Linked DNA regions of Triticum aestivum: region 1 is linked to region 2. Evidence: chromatin contacts called from public Hi-C data. All regions are on one chromosome and are shown on one strand. Each heading gives the region's core, a stretch centred on a gene start, on an enhancer-like site or on the middle of the called end of the contact. The rest is flanking DNA. Distances are from core to core; before and after follow the strand shown.

Region 1 (5,091 bases), core at 18-2,517, 910 kb after region 2:
TTTAAAGAACAAAATAGCATAACTATGCAAGCTTTCAGCTGCATTATATAATGTGGTGAACCAAAACCCTTACGTGGTAATGTTAAGAAACCAATGCAAAAATCATCATTACAACATGAAATTAACACGTTGTAAATCATAAATTAGACTACCACAATAAATACAGATCACAAAATGTAACAGATCTACATAGCCACAAGGGTAAGCTGATCATACGAACAACACATCTACATATATTAACCAATAGTAAACAATCAAAGAAACACGGACATAAGGAGTGATACTGGGAATTGGAAACAAACCTGCTTGGTGGAGACAGGGACCTCGGGCCTAAGGTCCTGCACGATGTGCTTTGACTCAAGATCCCAGATCTTGATGGAATCCTGTGTCGCCGCGCAGAGCCAGTAGCGGTTGGGCGAGAAGCATAGTGAGTTGATAATGGATCCCGCATCCAGCGAGTAGAGTCTCTTGCCCTCGGTCAAATCCCACAGCAAGGTGACGCCATCCTTGCCACCAGACGCGCAAAGCGAACCGTCTGGGCTGACTGCAACGGCGCTAACATAGCCACCATGACCATCAAGAGTGCAGCGGAGCTTGCAGTTGGTAAGGTTCCAGACCTTGACGGAGCGGTCCCATGAGCCCGAGACGATGGTCGGGGCGAAGTTGTTGGGCGAGAAACGGACGCAGGACACCCAGCCGGTGTGGCCCTCGCCGCCTCCAAGGTCACCGCCGATGGTGTACTTGCACTCACCGAGGGTGTTCCACAGCTTGATGGTGCGGTCGCGGGACGCGGAGACGATCTGTCGGTTGTCAATGGAGAAGGCGACGGAGAGGACGTCCTTCTCGTGGCCGACGAAGCGGCGGGTGGTGACCCCGGTGGAGAGGTCCCAGAGGCGGAGCTCGCCGTCCCAGGATCCGGAGAGCGCGAACTGGCCGTCGGAGCTGAGGACGACGTCCTGGACAAAGTGGCCGTGGCCGGTGAGGCGGCGGAAGGGGACGCCGTACTCGGAGCTGGAGTCCTGGGTGGCCTGGATGGGGTTGGTGAGGTCCCAGACGAGCAGCGACTTGTCGCGGGAAGAGGAGACGATGAAGGGCGAGTTGTCGATGGGCGTCGCGATGGCCGTGACCACGTCGTTGTGGCCGCGCATCACACCGGCGTAGACGAGGGACTCCTGCGCGCCGGCCATGGTGGTGGGGCGGGGCGAAGCGAGCGCTAGGGTTTTGGGGGGTGCGGTGGAGGCGGCGGCGCAGGCTAGAGATGAGAAGGAAAGCGGGCGGAGAGGGAGGAGGAGGAGTTTATAGTGGGGGCGGGCGTGAGACGCTAGGGTTTTCGTGGATTAGTGGGCTTTGTGCTCAGTTGAGCGGAAATCGTGACCGTCCATTGCAAAAGAGGCCCATTGCAAAAGCTGCAGATCGTCTCACTTGCGCATGGGCCTATAGCTTACCATTCTCCTCTTCTCTGCCCCATGGGCCTAATCATCGCTACGGAGGGAAAAGGCGAGAAATGCTTTGGCCCTCTGCATGGGGCAGGAAATGCTTTGCTTCTATGCTCTTGCTTGGGTGAAACATTTAGCAATAATGCTACACCTACGAACGGCACTTACGTAACCTACGTGATTTGCTAAACGCTAATCAAAACTGCCCCCCCCTGATTTCAAGGGTGGACCGTGCCCCCAACTAATGACGAATTAAAAACTGACAAATCATCAATTACGTAAAGTACGTAAGAATCCCTACGTAGGTCTAGCATTACTCAACATTTAGGTGACCACCACAAGAAAATTCGAGCATAAGATGACTCAAGAAAAGGATCATGCATGACATATTAGTATTAGCAGCTGGAAACTAAGGGCATTTTTTATTCTAAGGATTTTCATATTACAAATTATAAAGAATTAGCAAAGCTCAAGAATTTTTCCTATGTTGGTTATTTGATGCGTACAATTGAATCATATACCAATTTTTCCTAAAGAGTTCATTGCACTACAACTCATAGGAAATCTTTAATTCACTCGGACCTCTTGAAAAAACTTCTTAGTTTTTCTGAAATGTTAAAAAAAGGGCGTCAGATTATCATGCGAAAACAAATAAAATTGTTATGTTGTTGTAAGGGATTTTTTATGCTCCAACCCGAAAATTGCAATGTAGTACAAAAAAGTGGCAGAAAATTTGGCACGCTGCGTATAGTAACTGTCATGCGTTTGATCGGGATCTGACGGTCCTAAGGGCGTTCGCTGGGATTATTGCCTAAAAAATTGGCGTTCACTGGTTAGTGGCGTCCTTATTTTTTGTATGGTGCAAGCAAAATAATGTAGAGTCCAATCGGACATCCCCATTGTTTTTGCAATCCTTGCGACTCAAAAAGGCAGTGTGGAAAAAGGATCCGTCTTTCTCAAGAAAGAGCCCCATGAATCCAAATTAACCGGCGTTCTGCTCTGTGATGTCCATGTCGCGGTGCCAAGGTGTTCGGAGAGGAGGATCACAATTCAGGAGAACCGGATAGGCGTCTGATGAGAGAGAAACGGAGTCCTGATCCACCCCCAACCACGTCCAGTTGTCAGATCAACGAAGTAATCACTCGTTGCCGTGGTCGAATGGCAGGGAAAGGGACGTTTCACGGCGGCTCTCGGCCGTTCGTTCCCTGAATGATTGCAGCAGGCCGGGTAAGTGCACAAGTTACCAGGGAGGGAGGGCCGTGAATCTTGCAAACATGCTCGCCGATGAACGGGATCGATTTTGTACCCCATGAAATTTGGTGGCTTTGGGCAGCACAAAGGCAGGATCGGTTTCCCAACAATCATGCCAACTCCCAGGTACACTTTTCCAGAGCATCTCTGAGTTGGGTTAGCTACCTCCTTTTCTATTTATGGAAACAAATTCGTCTCCAATCTGTTTATATCCTACTGTAATCAGGAAACTAATCAACAGGGCACCATATATACAGCGGTGGACGAGATAAAAAGGAACATTTCATTTCACAGATAAGGCAAATGAGGGCTATCTATCTATCCATCCCGGACTGACGGGAGCAGACAGGTAGCCCTATCTTGTAGGGCTGCCCAACGATATCAGTTACCGGTCGGACGGGACACCCCGCGAAGATCCGCGGCGCGAATCGCGAGGCGGCAGTCAGGCTATTCTCTCAACCAAATAAACGCAACGGAGGCCAGTAGCAGCGGGCCACCTAACCCATCGATCTCTTGCTTCTCTACTGGATGTTTGGGATCTCCAAGTCCCGCCCTGCAAGCGTCCCCCTGCTCCTACTCTCCTCCCCTTGCCTTCTTCCCGTTGTTGGCCTGCCTCTCCTACTCCCCTCTTCCTCCCCCCCCCCCCCCCCCCCCCTGCCGCTCTCCTGGTGGCTTCCATATCATATCCTCCCTCCCTCCCTTCCTTTCTTCATTCAAGCCAGGCTCGACGTGTGTTGCTATGTCTCATCTCATTCTCACGGCGTGAAAAAGGATCGTGCCTTGCCTTTTTTCCGGCTTGCTTGGCGCGCCTTCGTCTCCCTTGCCCCCCAGGTAACACGCAGTTCATAGCCCTTTTCGTGTCTCCGTGCCTGCCTCCGTGCATGGGCGCATCACATGGCTCTTTCAGCTCCTTTTTCTGTAAGCAAAGGGAATGTTTGGTGGAAAGACGCTTGAAAAAGAGCTGCCTTTCCTGCCATCTCGTGTGTGTGATGTCCGTGGTCTAATTCTTGTCATGTGGTGAGAATTAACATGGATTGCGTAGACAGCCTTTTAGATATAGCGTCCCTGAAAATCATGGATGCTTATGTTATCCACAGCTGCGCTTCAATCGGCAAGGCCATTGGTCCGAGGATGGCGGAACACTTCGCGCTCATGACGGGGCGGATGATCACGGAGGCAACGCTTCAGGGCGCCATCTTCGACGCCCCTTCCGCGAAGGATGCTTGTGATCATCATGATCCTTGTGTTTTTGAGGACGGGAGGACCAAGACTGGTGTCGTGGTGGAATGCAGAATCTGCCAAGAAGAAGGTGATCAAGCCTACATGGAGACCCCTTGCTCCTGCAAGGGTAGCCTCAAGGCAAGGTTTTCTGCTCCTCTCCCAGCTTGATGGTTCCATATGCTATGGAATTTTGCTTAATTGTTCAAACTCTAAACACCAGAAATAACCTCAATTTGAGAACCCACTTATTATTCATCACCGCATCTTCAAACAATGGGACACGGCTCGCTTTCGTATCAGATACGTCCATATCAAAATGCCACCGGGAACACAAATTTCTATTTTCCATATCACTATCAGTGAATTAGTTCTTCTCTGTTATCGGAACCGAATCGGATTTTTCGAGGTATTATCCTTGTGTCGGTAGAATCATGTTTTTCATGTTGATTCGACTGCCCTTTTATTTTTCCCAGCAGATGCCCATTTATTCCTGCCAATTGAGGTTTTATTTGAACTAGTTTGTTGCTGCCTGCAGTACGCTCACCACATATGCATCCAGAGGTGGTGTAACGAGAAGGGAGACACCATATGTGAGATATGCTTACAGGTGAGTAATTCTCAACGGAAACCAGAAAGAAGCAGCTGAATTCAGTTTGCCCTTTACTTCCTGATAAAGCCATCATCAGTCTTCAGTGCCAAAAGATAGTTTGTTGACTAATTTGTTGCCTCTGCTACCTATGGCACAGCAATTTACACCGAACTACAGTGCCCCTTTGAAGTTGTTTCGGATCGGAAGAAACCAAATTAGCTTCAGGTGTCACTTGGTGCTTAAGATCCTTGGTAATTTTTTCGTCTGAGAAGGGCCTATCTAACATCCTAGGCCCTCTCTTCTCACTGCAGGAGAGCTGGAGAAACACCAGCGAATCTCAACGCTGGAGAAAACGTTTCCCAAACCGGTGATCATGCTGCTGGCACATCAAGCTTTGACTCTCAATTTTGCAATCCAAAAGGCGTCACCTACTGCCGTGTGATTGCCATCGCCGTAAGTGATATACGTAGAATGTAAACCTTCCATGCTCGTGCTGCATCCAACTAGCGCATATTTGTTCCCAAACATGCACCTTCAGTTGATGGCTCTGCTGGTGCTCCGTGACGCAATCTCGCTTGTCCTCGGCGGCCCCAA
Region 2 (5,303 bases), core at 103-2,602:
TCCCGGGCATGACTATGAATGCTCCTCATGTACCACTAAATCAACATAGTACAATCGGCGATAAACCTGTCGATGCCGTTAGACTATGCTCCGACAACCCGCCATGGCCAGTGCGGCCACCCTTGCCATGGGCGCTTGGATCGTCCTCTGGTGATCTGTCTTAGTCTACAACTTATGCCTAGTCACTTGGTTACCCGCGGTACTCTTATATTAGTCTCGGGTTACACATGTTCGACTCAAACAACTAACCTTTCGCTAATTACAAATCCAACCATAGCACAATTCACATACATAATATTTGACACATAATTTTAACATTTTGCGGTGGTGATACTATGCCTTTAACCTCTAGTAATCCATTCAAAAGCGAGAGTTTCTAGGTGATGATTCACATAATCACATTGAGCAACAAGTCCACCCTTTGTTCGTAAATATTAAGATGCTTTGACAGTTCAATTTAAACTGCTAAAACATTTTATATTTAGCAACAGAGGTATTACTTTGCTTGAATTACAGGAGTATTTTTTATGTAATAACACCTCAAAGTATACCATGTCTGAAGCCGTATGTAGCAGGTACCTAAACTCTTCCTCTTGCTTTAGCAACCTTGATTAACGTAATATGGTTAAGCTAACTAAAAGAACAAGGGCCGCTTCCTTTCATCGCTCGGTGTCTCGATGATGCCGGCGATAATCTTGATCATCTCCTCCCGCTCGCGGATGCGCGTCCGCGGCGTCCGACTGCTCCGCCGTCAGCAGCAGCTCCTCCACTCGGCCCTCGTGCTCCTCCTCCGCAGCCCGCAGCTCGGCCACGGCCTTCCCCGTGCGCTCCTCGGCTGCCCGCCTCCTCGCCTCGGCCGCCTCCCTCTCCGTCTCCGCCGCGGCCAGGGCACGCTCCAGGGCCTTCACCTCCTCCTCTAGGTTCTCAACCGCCTCCGCCTCCGACGCCACGGCCTCCTTGACGGCCAGCAACCTGCCCCGCATCTGCGCCTCCTCTTCTGACACCGCGCCGCCGAGGACGGCCAGCACCGACGACCAGCACGACGACATGGCTGATCGACGGGCGTGTTCTCGTGTCGATCCGCTCTTGCACCGGAGATGCCACCAGTAAGATAACAAAACTTATTTACGTCCTGTGTACAAGGGAGGTGGCTACCTGATTTATTCCTGGTCCGGTGTCCCGATCCTACTCCTCTCCTTCTCCCTGACCTTTGTTCGACTCGGAGACGAGAGCGGGCCGCGGCCGCGAAGCGCGAGCTGGGCTTTGAGTCTTCGAAAAGCAAAGAGTAAACCCAGCCCACTGTATGGGCCCAAGCCCTATCGCCTTTAGTTTTGAGCCCAGCCCAAGCATCTCTCTAGGAGAAGAAAAGAACAAAGAGTAAACCCAGCCCTCTCGCCGGCGTCCGACCAGCGGGATGGAGGAAGAGAAGGCGGCGGCGTACTACGACGAGCTCAACCGCAAGGGCGAGGGCGCCCGCCGCTTCAAGCAGGGTCTCGGCTTCTCCTCCGACGACCCCCAACCTGCCTCCTTCTCATCCAAGCCCAGCAGCACCTCCTCCTCCTCGTTCCTCTCCGGCTTCGTCCGTGCCGGCGCCAGCCCCACCCCCACCAGGCCGTCTCTGCCTCCCGAGGCCCCGTCCCGCCAGCGCCGTCGTTCTCGCTCGCCGTCCCCATCCCGTCCTCGGCCGCGGTCGAGGTCCCCCTCTCGCTCGCGCCGGCGCCGGTCAAGGTCTAGGTCCCGGTCGAGGGAGCGGAGGCGCCGGTCGAGGTCGAGGGAGAGGGGTGACCGCAGGGCGTCGCACCACCGGTCTAGGTCGAGGTCGCGCTCGCCGTCTCGCCGGAGTGGCAGGATCTCACATGCCGAGGGCCAGCGTGACAGGCATGGGGATCGGCGGCGCGACGACGGCGGCCAGAGCCGTCATAGCTCGAAGGGGCGCGGCGGTACGGATGGCGGTAAAGTGGATTATTCAAGGCTCATTGAAGGATACGATAGAATGGTTGGTTCCATCTTTCAATTACTGCCTCGTAACTTAATACTACTGTGCAATTGTTTACCTGTGGTATTTTTGGAGTGATGAGCTGTTGATGTTCTTGCAGACTCCTGCTGAGAGAGTCAAAGCAAAAATGAAGCTTCAGCTTGCAGAGACAGGTATTGCCACATTCTTTTTTCCTGTTTATGGGCATTCCATGGATTATGCCCAATAGAGCGAGTACAGTGCATGATCCTGCAGTAGTGCTTCATATGTCGATTGTGAAATAAATCAACTATTGCACGCATGAGTAAAATGCTATTCAAATACATTAGGGAAACCCCTTTGTTATATTCATCTAGTAATTCGTAGTTCAGCGCACACACAGTTATTCTGTAGGTTGTGTACGATCTTCGTGCCTTATGGCTGGTTTTTTTTTCCATTGTTCTGAAGATTATATTGTTTATTTTCAATGTTTGACAGCTTCGAAGGATTCCACCCTTGGGACTGCCACTGTGAGTTGGGGGAGGTTTGAATTCAACAAAGATGCTCCACTTGATGAAGATGACAATGATGTTGAAGGTCAGGCTTCTTATGGCTGCCTTTGAATTCAATAAGGATTCCTGTCTTTTTTAGTGAATTGATTATCCCCTCTATATGTAGCGAGTTCTTGTACCATTTTAGACACCCACCTATGGATCCAATATTAGTTTTTGAAAGTTCATATTGGCTGGGTACTTGAATATGAAGCTCTGGTAGGAGCCTAGGATTTTGTAATCCTAGTTTAGGGTGTAGCCCTATGAAGCACCGATAAGGCGAAACCGATACGGCGGCACAGGATACGGCAATTTCTAGATACAGCAATGCGACGAGTATATATAAATAATTAATAAAAAGACATGTAATAAAAACAAACATAATAAAATGTGTGAGATGAGATCAAAATGTCGGCCCCTTGGTTGCCTGATTGCCTCCAGGCCTCTTTTCTTTTCTACTCCCTCTGTCCCAAAAATATAAGAACGTTTTTTGCACTAGCATAGTATCAAAAACGTTCTTATATTTTGGGACGGAGGGAGTAGTCTTCAATGACCATCCAGGTCCTCTACTCCTCATGGTGTATGCAAAATAGAAAATAAGTCACATAATATTAGACTTGATAATTTGAGATAGACAAGCATGAAAAGTGGAAACATAAACATTAGCAAAGCAATTGCAACCAGTAACATAAACAAGCTGTAGGCACTAGGCAGTAGCAGGCTAGCAGCAAAGCAATAGCAAGCACCAAGCAGCCAAGCTGTAGCAAGCACCAAGCAGCAACATCAGCAAGCTGTAAGCAGTAGCAGCAACACAGCAACATCAGCGAGCAACGTCAATGTACATATTCTACTAGCAGCCACAAGCCAGCCACGCAGAGCCGAATTCGTACTCCAGCTTGGAGTAACAACTAACAAGCAGTAGCAAGTAATAGATAAATGGATAGATCAACTAGAGAGGAGCAGAATTCGCCGGAGCTACTTACTTGCTGGCGGGTGGCGACTGATGGCGGCGACAGAGAAAACTGATTCAGCCGAGGCAGCAGCTTGATGAGTCAACAGGGCAGCGAGCTGATTCCAGGCGGCGGCAGCGGTGGCGGCCACTACAGGCGGCGAGTGCCATTATGCGGCGGCGGTGAGGAAAGTCCAGACGGCGGCGGCGAGGAAAGTCCAGACGGCGGCGGCGAGGCGAGTCCAGGCAGGTGGCGGCGGCGGCTCGCTCATGTGCGTCTCCCCCGTCGTGCGAACAGAGTGAAAAAGAGAGGGGGGGACAGATGCTAGGTTTGGTACTGGGCTTCTACTGAGATGGACGTTTTCCCCCGTATCATGGACAGTGAACAGCCCGTATCGGTGTTTTTGCATATATTTTTTAATAAAAAATATGATACTCCGGCGATATGCGCAGCGTATCGTGACCGTGTCAGCCATATCGGCGCCGTTCCGGACGGGAACACGCCAGTTTCCTCGTATCGGTGCTTCAGAGGTGTAGCCCACATTGCAAGTCCCTAGGATATAGCAAATTTCCCACATGAAAAGTTAATTATGTTTACACACCCTAGCCAAATTTCTCATCAGCACATTTTTTTTTATCGATTTACCTTTTATTACCTGTGTTGCAAGATGCACTCTGCTCTAGGAAGGCACTATGGATAATTATCACAATATGTATAATTCCATCTGAGAAAGTGTATAGTTTGCCATCTTCGGTTACAATTTGCACACACAGTGAAGAGACCAAATGGTGTACTTAGTTGTTCTTGTTCTATTGTTCTATCATGGTTTTATTGATGTAAAGTTGAGAATGGGTTTGGATCACACCTACTCCCTCGGTTCCTAAATATTTTTCTTTCTAGAGATTTCAACAAGTGACTACATACGGAGCAAAATGAGTGAATCTACAAATATGTCTATATACATCCGTATGTGGTAGTCCATTTGAAATCCCTAAAAAGACAAATATTTAGGAAAGGAGGGAGTAGAATATAGTATGTCTGCTATAGAGTTGATGCCGCTACACTTGGTTAATATACAGGTTTGGAGCACCCAGAATATGAGAATACAGTATACTGTGTATTAACGATAATTTACAACAGCTAGTGCAATACGTCAACTATTCGACCAACACCTTTATTTGGCATGTCAAAATTTGTTGTCTGATGACCCATAATTAATCTGTCCCTGCTCTCCTTTTTTAGTTGCTAATGATGACGCTACACTTGTTAAGCACATAGGGAAGAGCTTCCGACTTTCTACGGTGGAGGTACTTGTGCTATAAAATAGTGAATTTACAATGCTATATTATATATTTTTTCCAACTTGTTCCTAACCAGCCGTTTCTTGTATATGCCTCGTCGTTTGCATGTCATAGTCAAAGAATGAGAGCATAGTCAGAGATGCACATGATGAGGCTATGTTTGGTGTACCTATGTCTTCAAATGTTGATACGGAAACATCTGAGGATGAGCTTAAAACCAATGGCGAAGGCAAGAAAGCTGAAGATGTTGAAGCTCAACCTAGCAGTTCCCTCATTAGCGATGAAGTAATCCCCCTAGCTCTTCCATGCATTTTGTTTATTTCGGCGTGTGCCAAAAGATACTAATGAAACAAAGTTCTGTTAGGTTATGGCAATGCAAAAGATGTCATGGAGAGAAAGGATGGAGAAGCTGCGGCAGAATTCAAATACATGAAGTTAGTCCTTGCTAAAAATGCTGAACACTGTATACTTCAACATCTGCTGTTCTACTCATACACACATTGTATTTATCAGTTGTAACATCTGGCAGCATTCTGTTCAGGTCGAT

What was found. Hi-C and Micro-C count contacts between places; a contact is called where the count stands out from the background.
Region 1: a Hi-C map of leaf shows a contact between it and region 2, with 5 times the contacts expected there. The contact joins the promoter of LOC123070537 here to the promoter of LOC123070535 in region 2. A contact is called at or near these places in 2 of 5 Hi-C or Micro-C datasets (both in leaf).

The regions. Positions count from the first base shown.
Region 1 is chr3B:490,406,722-490,411,812 of IWGSC CS RefSeq v2.1, forward strand. LOC123070537 (guanine nucleotide-binding protein subunit beta-like protein A) reads right to left here and starts at 1,268. Exons shown (of 2, transcript XM_044493785.1): 1 at 303-1,268. The coding sequence starts at 1,187. LOC123070539 reads left to right here and starts at 2,913. Exons shown (of 8, transcript XM_044493788.1): 1 at 2,913-3,704; 2 at 3,785-4,046; 3 at 4,444-4,515; 4 at 4,655-4,722; 5 at 4,809-4,950; 6 at 5,036-5,091. The coding sequence starts at 3,619.
Region 2 is chr3B:489,498,649-489,503,951 of IWGSC CS RefSeq v2.1, forward strand. It overlaps LOC123070535 (serine/arginine repetitive matrix protein 5), which reads left to right and starts at 1,353. Exons shown (of 6, transcript XM_044493783.1): 1 at 1,353-1,996; 2 at 2,097-2,148; 3 at 2,453-2,551; 4 at 4,698-4,762; 5 at 4,871-5,041; 6 at 5,121-5,303. The coding sequence starts at 1,415. The coding sequence ends at 5,189.